2 separate regions of the Gossypium hirsutum genome follow, and region 2 is linked to region 1. The links are chromatin contacts, called in public Hi-C maps. All regions are on one chromosome and are shown on one strand. Each heading gives the region's core, a stretch centred on a gene start, on an enhancer-like site or on the middle of the called end of the contact. The rest is flanking DNA. Distances are from core to core; before and after follow the strand shown. Region 1 has its middle 15 kb from the start of LOC107899353. Region 2 holds the start of LOC107942064 (BTB/POZ and TAZ domain-containing protein 4).

Region 1 (4,481 bases), core at 1,138-3,637:
AAGGTTGTAAAAGAGCCTATTTATAGGCTAAATTCATAGATCAAATAATAATAAAATAATCTAAACTAATCAGTGTTTGATTGAAACAAGTAAACAGAGTTTAACTGAAAGATTGTTTTTCAAATTTGACTGAAAATAGGAGTCATATTTAACAATTAATTTATAGAAGAGGTAAAAAAATACAATAAATTTTAAATTATTTAAGAGGATTAATAAGAATTAAAATTTATGGAGGGATCCATGCCCCAATATGAAACCCTTTAATATTTGATTCTTGTGGCATTAAAAACCTTTTAATAGACAGGAAATTACTTTTAAGACCATCTAAAACAAATTATGTGCAAGCAAAAGGTGGGATATTACCAAATGCAGGAGAGAAGAATACATCTTTAATTTTGCCCAAAAGAAAATAAAAATATACAAGACACCACCCTAAGATGTTTCTGATTTATTACACATTTGGATTACTTTACCATAAATTGAATGCTATTTTAATTAGAATGTGAGCAGTGCCCATGAACTATTAAAGCCAATTCTTTTTAGGGTTCCTGCAATGCATGCAGTTCTGCCCCCCCCTTTTTTATTGATCAAAACAGTGATATAAATTAAGAAAAATTGATTTAGATTACAAAATCCCAAAAACTCAGATAATATTAACGTTCAAGTTTCATATTAATCACTTCTTAACGATCAGAGGGTCTGATAAAAAAATATTAATTTTACCAAAAAAGATATATAGTGATCATTGTTGCATTAGAGAATATGTTCTTTCTTTCAAAATTTTTTTTATTTTTGTCTGTTTTCTTTCATTTATATACTTCCAATAAACAGTATCAATTAATTGCTAGTATATTTTTTAATTAGTTTTTCACAAATTGTGATGCACATGCATGTTTCATTTGTTATCAACCTTGGAAATCATTAATATTATATAAATGTGTGTGTGAATTTACAAGCTGTAAAGTTTTGTTATAGAAATAAATCAAACCAAGCTAAAACTCCCTATTCAATATGGTCCAAAAATTATGAATATTAATGTTTTTCACCAACAAATTATTTAATCAATATGTACATATATAATTCTTCATTTATTTAGTTAGGAAAAAGGTGTCATATCTAACACAAGTAGCATGCTCTATATACTTTAATTTCAACCTAATAACATTTTTGCTGTTTTCATTCTTTTGGTAACGAATTAGGTAAAAGTATCACGGGATTCTTATATTAGGAGTTAGATTATATTTTATTTATTTATTATTTAAAAAATGAGTCAAATGGTCCCTATACATTAGATCAAAGAGTAAATTGACCATTTCTTTTAAAAAACTTACCCATTTTTACGGTTAAAAATTGACATAACTAATAGAATAGCCAAAAAATTACATGTGATGCAATGTGTACATCAAAAATTAATGTACAAGTATCAGTTCTTAATAGTAAAAATGGATGGAAATTTTTATAGAAACAACGGTTTGCTATTTAAGCTAATGTATATGGGCTAATTTATTCATTTTTTTAGTAGAGGGGACAAAATGCAATCTTTTTGTAAAATGCAATCTAACTTCTAGTACAATGAATTCCATAATACTTTTACCCATGCAATTATATTTTGAGCTCAATAATTAGTGCACAATCTTTTATTTAATATATATAAAACAGAATAAAAAAAAATTCAAATGATAGTGTAAAGTATCCAAACATTTGATTAAATTATTAATGTAACTTATCTATTAAAAAAGAAGAGCAAGATCCAATCCCTTCCTGAAACAAAAAAAAGAAAAAAGGGGATTTCATAAGTCCAAGATAAGATTAAGGCATAAATAAGTGAAGTAATCATTGTGGAGAGGGAGGTTACATTAATTTGTAAAATAGAATGGATTGTGAAAGCTATGTTGTTATATATGTGTAAATATTATAGGTCCCATATGTTGGTTAAAATAAGGAAGATTTAGGGGTAAGCTAAAGCAAGAAAAGAAAAGGGAATTTGATAAACACGGGTGATGATAATGGGAGGCCAGGGTGAGGAGCGTCTTCACGTGCCAAAGGCTGGACCATCCTCAGCCCACTCTGGTTTTTAATTTTATTAGTAGTATCATGGAAGGAAGACGCTCCCCTGCTTTAGCCTTTGGCCCTTTGCCAACTGCCAACCATCTCTTACTTATTTTCATAATTTCATATTATTAGTGTTGTTGTTGTTGCTGCCATGAATGAATAAAGTATAGTTTTATAGTATGTTTCTTTACAGTGTTTCAACCACCTCTTCATAATTTAACTCTACTTTTATTTTTTTACAGTCGGCTTGATGTTTGGGTTCATCTATCTGGGTCAGGTCAACTGAGCCTTGAACGGAAACCTTAACTAATCATCTAAGCCCAGAACCATGTGGCTCATTGTTCCAACGATCTATATGGCCCAGGCAGATGTGGTCATCTATGACAGTTGACTTTCTCTATGATTTACTAAGCCCCAAAGCTTTGTTCCAATTATCAACCCATTGCAGCAAGGGCCCTCTTCGTTTTGCCCTTTTGAAAATATCTTCTCACAGTACTCGGACACAAGCTTCAACCATCATCAAACACAAATCTTAATTCGATTAATATTGATATTATTATCGGAGTAAAAAGACGTGAGTTTGAGTGTACTAAAGTGAGTTTATTTTCATATTTATAAGTCGTAAATGATTATGAATAGTTTTAAATATTGTATAAAAAAAACAACCAAATATGGAACCATAACTCTTCAATATCAACCTCCAATTTATGTCGTGCAACTATTCAACATTGCTCATAATTTTGTAAACGATCATGCCTTGTATATCAAGGTTCAAGATCCAATCAAATTCATTCTCTTCTTCCATCCAATAATTTGATTGTTTCAAAAGGTCTACAATAAAGAATTCTCTTTTTCTTTAGGATTATAAATTTTGATATCGAATTTTACATCGAATCGAGATAAGTTTATAAGTTTTTGTATATAATAAATTAATTTTGAAATTTTAGATAAAATGATAAAATTTAAATTTTTAGTATTTTTATGAATTATGAACTTATTTAAATTTTTAGTTTAATTTCGAGGTTAAATTAGATTTCGACTTTGTTTTAAGGATTAAATTAAAATTTTAATGTTTAATGGGAGACTAATCTTGTAATTAACCCTTAGTTAAGAGAAAAAAGGAAGGCGTGTGTTTTGTTTTATTATTTAGTTTAATTAGATTAAGATTTTTATTCTATTAAGATATTTATTAGAGTTTACTAATATTTTTGTGATATATTAATAAAATTATTTGGTAATTAGAAGTAGAAGTTCTTATACCCTAATTTTTCTTTATTATGATTAATTTCTCTCTTTGCCGGAAAGCAAAAAAACTCTGCTTATTATCTTTCACTGTTGCTTGGTGTTGCTGCTATCGCAACCAATTGTGCTCCTTGCTGTCTTGTGTCCAAAACTCTAGTCGTGCTTGCCTACTCCAATTTCTTTGCCACCATTGTATTGAGCAGAACAATATAACAATTTCTACTGCCGGGGTTTTGATTATTGTATTATGATCTTTTTGTTATTATTATTTGAATAAGTTGGTAGTTTTTAGGAGTAATACTATCTTAGCTTCAACTAGAAAATTTCAAGGAGTAGGATTCTTAAAAAGTTGATCAACTTTTATGTATTTAAGCTTTGCAATTGCTTTAATAAAATAGTGCACTCATTTTATCTCCATCCAAAAATCTATATGGTGTCAAAGCATCTAAAGCTTTCAAGAGCCTGATCCTATTTTTTCCCCCTCTTCCCTTTTTCTTTTTTGTCCCAGGCACAAATAGCAACCAATATCCCTCCTAGCTCCCTCTGGAAACAACACCAACCGAACCATTATTATTCTTGCGGATCCATCAAATCAAACAACCACAGCCACTTAGAAGTCCTAATTTGTAATGTTTCTCAATAATTATCGTTTTATTGTTGGACAAAATACGTTAGCGAATAAAATATATAAATATAAATAAACAATTATTTATATATATAAAATAAAATATAAATAGAATAATTTATATTTAAATTGTCAAATACGTGAACCAATAAAAATCATAACAAAAAGTTGAAATTGAAAAGAAGAATAGAGATTTACTAAACGTTGAGGCCTGTTTAACACAGCTTTCTTAAAGACAGATTCGGCCACTCCTACGGTATTTGGAAAAATGTTGGTCAAATGTCTCCCAAGATACAACAACACAATAATGAAAGCTGTAGCACCTATGCAGCGATCAACGAACAAACGTTGCCTTTTTCTATCACTGGAAGGTTGGAAAATATGGAGAGGAAAAGAAGAATTTTGAGAGCAAAATAAATTTGGTGCGAGAGAGTATGAGTGTAGAAAAAAATTCTACAGAATTCATAGACTTTTATAGGCATTTAGTATGGTGGCATTTTGGAAATTTCCACAAAATTTGCCATTAAAGGACCCAATAAATCAATTTGATTAAAATTAAATC
Region 2 (4,433 bases), core at 153-2,652, 93 kb after region 1:
TTTTCAAAGCTGTACCTTTCTGCATGTGAAAAGATTGGCCAACGAAGCGGCGAACCAGTTAGCCAGGGAAGGTCTTCGGCAAAAATAGGGGATATTCTTGAGGTATGGGATCCCAAGGTTGCGGTGATACTGATTGAGCGAGACCGTAGCTTGTTGGAAGCTCTGGACTAAAACGCACTGGACGATGAAGGATAAAGAAGCAACAAAAGTTTTGACCGCCGCGTTCCCAAGGAAAATGAACAGTTTTCCCCTGGTTTTTGTTGCTTTTGTCGATTTGGTGATGGAGAATTCTAAAACTTATTTTTCTGCTTTGTGAAGCGTCTCCAAAAAGCTTTGCTGGTTTTTTTTTTTTTTGTTAATTGTTGGGGCAATCTGTTGGGCCAGGTCTTGGTGTGTTTATGCTAATTATTCTGGTAGCCCAATGGCATTGTCTTGGGTTTGGTTTTATAAATCCAGCTTATATTCTAAAAAAATAAAAATGGTCATGTTGTCAACTATATAGGAAAAAATTGAATATTTTAGCAACAATTTCCCTTTTTAGAAATTTATGATTTTTAATTTTTTGATATTTTTAATTTTTTTGAACATTTTAAAATTATTGTTAAGAAAAATTCTAAAAATATTAACATGATATTTTAATAATAATTTAAGTGTCAAATTAGTCATTAATCATTTGTGTTAAAATACTGTTGCATCATTTCATTAAGAGGTATTAAAAGTTAAACATTAAAATATAACAATTTAATTATATTAGTAATTAATATGTAATATTTGAAAATTAATAGATGGAAACATAGTTTTAGTCAATGTTTAGTGCCTATTCATGGAGCTTACTTTCTTTTCTTATTATGACCTTATTTTTATAATAATTATATTTTTTATTTTAGCTTTTTATGGATACTACGAAACAATACATTATACCTTGTTATCTTTTTTGAGCTAATGATAATGTTTTTAATAAATTTTTTATTTTAATATTCTTAATTATAATATTTATTGTTAATTCATTTCTTTCAAATAATAGTTAATAATTTTTTTAATTTTATGTAAATACATAAATAAATATAATTTAAATATAATAATGACGTAAATTAATTTATTTTATCAAATATATAAAATTTAATTTAATATCCTTAGTAGTTATTTTTTCCTTCTCATTATAATTACATCACTCTTATATTTTATTGTTGATTGTAACTTCATTAATATAATATTTAATTTATTATTTTACCGAAATTAATTTCACCTAAGGAGGAATCAAATCCCCCAATGAAGCACAAAAGTAAGGGCAAAACGGCTTTGTGTAGAACAATTTTTTACTCCCGCCCCACACCGTCCACGTAACTAACCAAAGCAACCAACCATTAAAATAGAAGCGCCCGACCACCCGTTGTAAAAAGTAAAACGGAATTTGTCCAAAACCATTCATTTTTTTTCATTGAAATCAAGCGCGTGAAGTGAGCAAGAAGAATCGTGCATGTTATACTCGCACATAAATGTTGATTTTATTTTTATTTTTAAATATTAAATTCCTTGGCGGTTTTTTCCGGTTCACTTTTTTTCCGGCCTCTGCACCCGAATTGGTGGCGGTGGCAGTGGCGGAGGAACTGATAGATCGTTGCCATCTCCATTCTTCTCTTTTTCTTGCTTTCTCTTTTTCATATAATTAAAAAGAGTTCATTTTCTTCGAGATTCGTTGGAGATTTTGTACGGAAACATGTTAATTTCTTCTTATTGATTCTGCATTTTCCAAATCCCAGACACTTTTGATTTAGATTAAAAGGTGAGTTTTTTCTTGAAAACCCATGTTTTAGATTTCATTAATCTTTAATTTTGGTCATGTTTCTATAAATATGCAAATTGAAACTTGTGATTCTGTGTTGCTCATCGAAGTTTCTGCTATTTCATTCTTTTGTCAGATCAAATAAAAAAAGAACCTGAGTTTGATTGTCATTGAATGCCTTCCAAAAGTGAAAGTTAATGGGGAAGATGGAAGAATGTATTACAAAGCAAACTTGTCGAGGTGCCAATAAGGTTTTTCCAGCGCCACCTCCATTACCTGGTCCAGCTAAAAATTGTAGGCGGAAGGGGTCACTAATGAAGAATGGGTCAGCCATAAGAGGAAACAATTGTGCCGCGACAGCAACCAGGGCTTTGTGGGATAGGCTCTTTGATGGAGGCTATAAAACTGATGTTATCATTAAAACTGATAATGGTGGCATTATCTGTGCGCATTCTAATATTGTTGTAAGCGCTCCTTGTCTTTTCTATCTTTAATGATGAAATTAATGGACGTTATGCTTTGAGCAATACCCTTGTTATTTGAACAATCTCGATTCCGTATATTGTTGATTTAACCAGGCATTTTTTTATGGTTTGGTTATACAACTTAATTTTATATATCAGTTTTAGACCATAGATATTGGAAATGAAATCCCATTTGGTGGAATGCGACATTGATTCATTTAGCTCATGAGCAAGTTGTTATATTTTTTTAGCATAACCAGCAAAAGGAAAGCCACATTTGCCCCCTTAATCCTTGTAGGATCGAGTTGTTTAGTGTTTTAATGTACAAGAAAATAAAGCTAATAGCAACTATTTAGCAATTTGGACATGGTGTCTTGAACAAATTTATTGACTCAAATCCCTTCACTGGATCTTTTTTGCTAACAGGGCATGGCTTCTCCTGTACTAAGAGGCATGTTGAAACAAGCAAAAGGATTTGGTCACAGAAGACCAATTTCAATCCACATCCATGGTGTTCCACAAGATGCAGTTCGGGCTTTCATTCGATTCTTGTACTCTTCCAGGTAACTTCTCTTTTGCCTTGGAAGACTTTTGGTCGAATTCAGTTTTGTGAACCAGTAAGTCCTTGGCAATTACTAGTTACCTTCACACTTTGAACTTGTTGTCAGTGTCACTGAGATCATGTGGTTACATCATGCATTCATGCCGGCATGTGCTAATTGTTATTGGTTTTGATCTGTAGTTATGAGAAAGAAGAAATGAAGGAATTTGTGTTGCCATTGTTGGTGATGTCACACACATATGTTGTTCCTCAGCTGAAGCGAGCTTGTGAACAGCAACTTGAGCATGGCTTGCTTACTATAGAAAATGTAGTTGATGCCTTCCAGCTTTCATTACTGTGTGATGCGCCTCGACTAACGCTGATCACTCACCGTATGATCATAATGACCTGCAAGGCCGTTCGCGAAACTGAAGGGTGGAAAGCAATGAAGAAGAGCAATCCAGCACTTGAAAAAGAACTTCTTGAATCCATGATGGATGAAGAACATGGGAGGGATATCATGGTAAGGCTGCTTCACCTTGTAACCTTGGGTTCTAGCAGTTTGACCTAAATCTCTAAATGCAAATTTTGCAGATGCAAAAGGAGAAAAACAGGAAATCAAATGAGCAGAGGATCTACCTTCAATTATGTGAAGCAATGGAGGCTCTTGTTCACATATTCAGAGATGGTTGCAGGACAATTGGACCACATGATAAGGATTTGAAAGAACACCAAACACCATGCGATTATGGAGACTGTTGCAAAGGGTTAGAATTGCTTGTTCGCCATTTTGCTAGTTGCAAGTTGAGAGTCCCTGGCGGCTGCATTCATTGCAAAAGAATGTGGCAGCTACTGGAGTTACATTCCCGTCTCTGCACTGATTCAAATTCGTGCCGAGTTCCTTTGTGCAGGTACCTTTTAAAATGCCAAATTTAAGACGATATGGTTGATGCCAATTTGATCTCTTAAATAACCAATTGCATAAATAAGATATTTGTCAATATTGAAACCCAACCTTCCAATTCAGGAACCTCAAGGAGAAGATCAGGAAACAAAGCAAGAAGGACGAAATCAAGTGGAAATTACTTGTGAAAAGGATATTAAGAACAAAGAGAATTGGAGGTGCACCAATTTTTGTGTCCTCTAATTACAACTCTTCACCATAAACAATATCCACCTCTCTTATTTCAGGATTAGACCTATCCATTCTAAAAAATTTTAATCCTCGAAATCAAGTTGAGCCCGAGTCGGTTTCACTGTTAAAAAATAAAAAACATTAAAAGTATTTTTATATTAATATTTATAATTAAAATTAAATAAGAATATATTATTAAATATAAATTTCAAAACAAAATCACAAAATACATCTCCAAGGCTTGGTTTGTACTAATTGAATGAATCGAGCCAAACAAATAGTCCGATCATTGTATATATCTAAGTCTGATTCATTTGTAAATATTTAATTGTACAAAAAATATTAACTCCCGACTCTCTTCTCAACACACAATGTACATATATATTTTGTGTGAGTTTTGTCCAATTTTTTGTCCGTTATATATTGTATTAGTTGAATTCTGTATTTATGTTTATTCTTGTAATTTATACTTAAATTTATTCTAGTGAAATTAAAAAAAAAATGTCGAAC

The links. Hi-C and Micro-C count contacts between places; a contact is called where the count stands out from the background.
Region 2: a contact with region 1 is called in a Hi-C map of leaf, with 4 times the contacts expected there. The contact joins the promoter of LOC107942064 here to the enhancer-like site in region 1. A contact is called at or near these places in 8 of 34 Hi-C or Micro-C datasets (hypocotyl, leaf, petal and 1 more).

Annotation. Positions count from the first base shown.
Region 1 is chrA11:62,445,839-62,450,319 of Gossypium_hirsutum_v2.1, forward strand. No RefSeq gene overlaps it. Among protein-coding and RNA genes, the nearest start is that of LOC107899353, 15 kb to the left of the region's middle. Within about 2 kb of position 2,388, at least 3 of the 9 cell types and tissues checked have an H3K27ac peak or open chromatin away from gene starts, as enhancers often do. A contact at or near this core is called in hypocotyl and leaf, where this site is marked.
Region 2 is chrA11:62,539,476-62,543,908 of Gossypium_hirsutum_v2.1, forward strand. LOC107942064 (BTB/POZ and TAZ domain-containing protein 4) reads left to right here and starts at 1,403. Exons shown (of 6, transcript XM_016875706.2): 1 at 1,403-1,783; 2 at 1,920-2,247; 3 at 2,674-2,810; 4 at 2,990-3,311; 5 at 3,383-3,699; 6 at 3,816-4,290. The coding sequence starts at 1,981. The coding sequence ends at 3,954. LOC121209910 (a long non-coding RNA gene) reads right to left here and starts at 547. Exons shown (of 4, transcript XR_005905093.1): 1 at 16-547.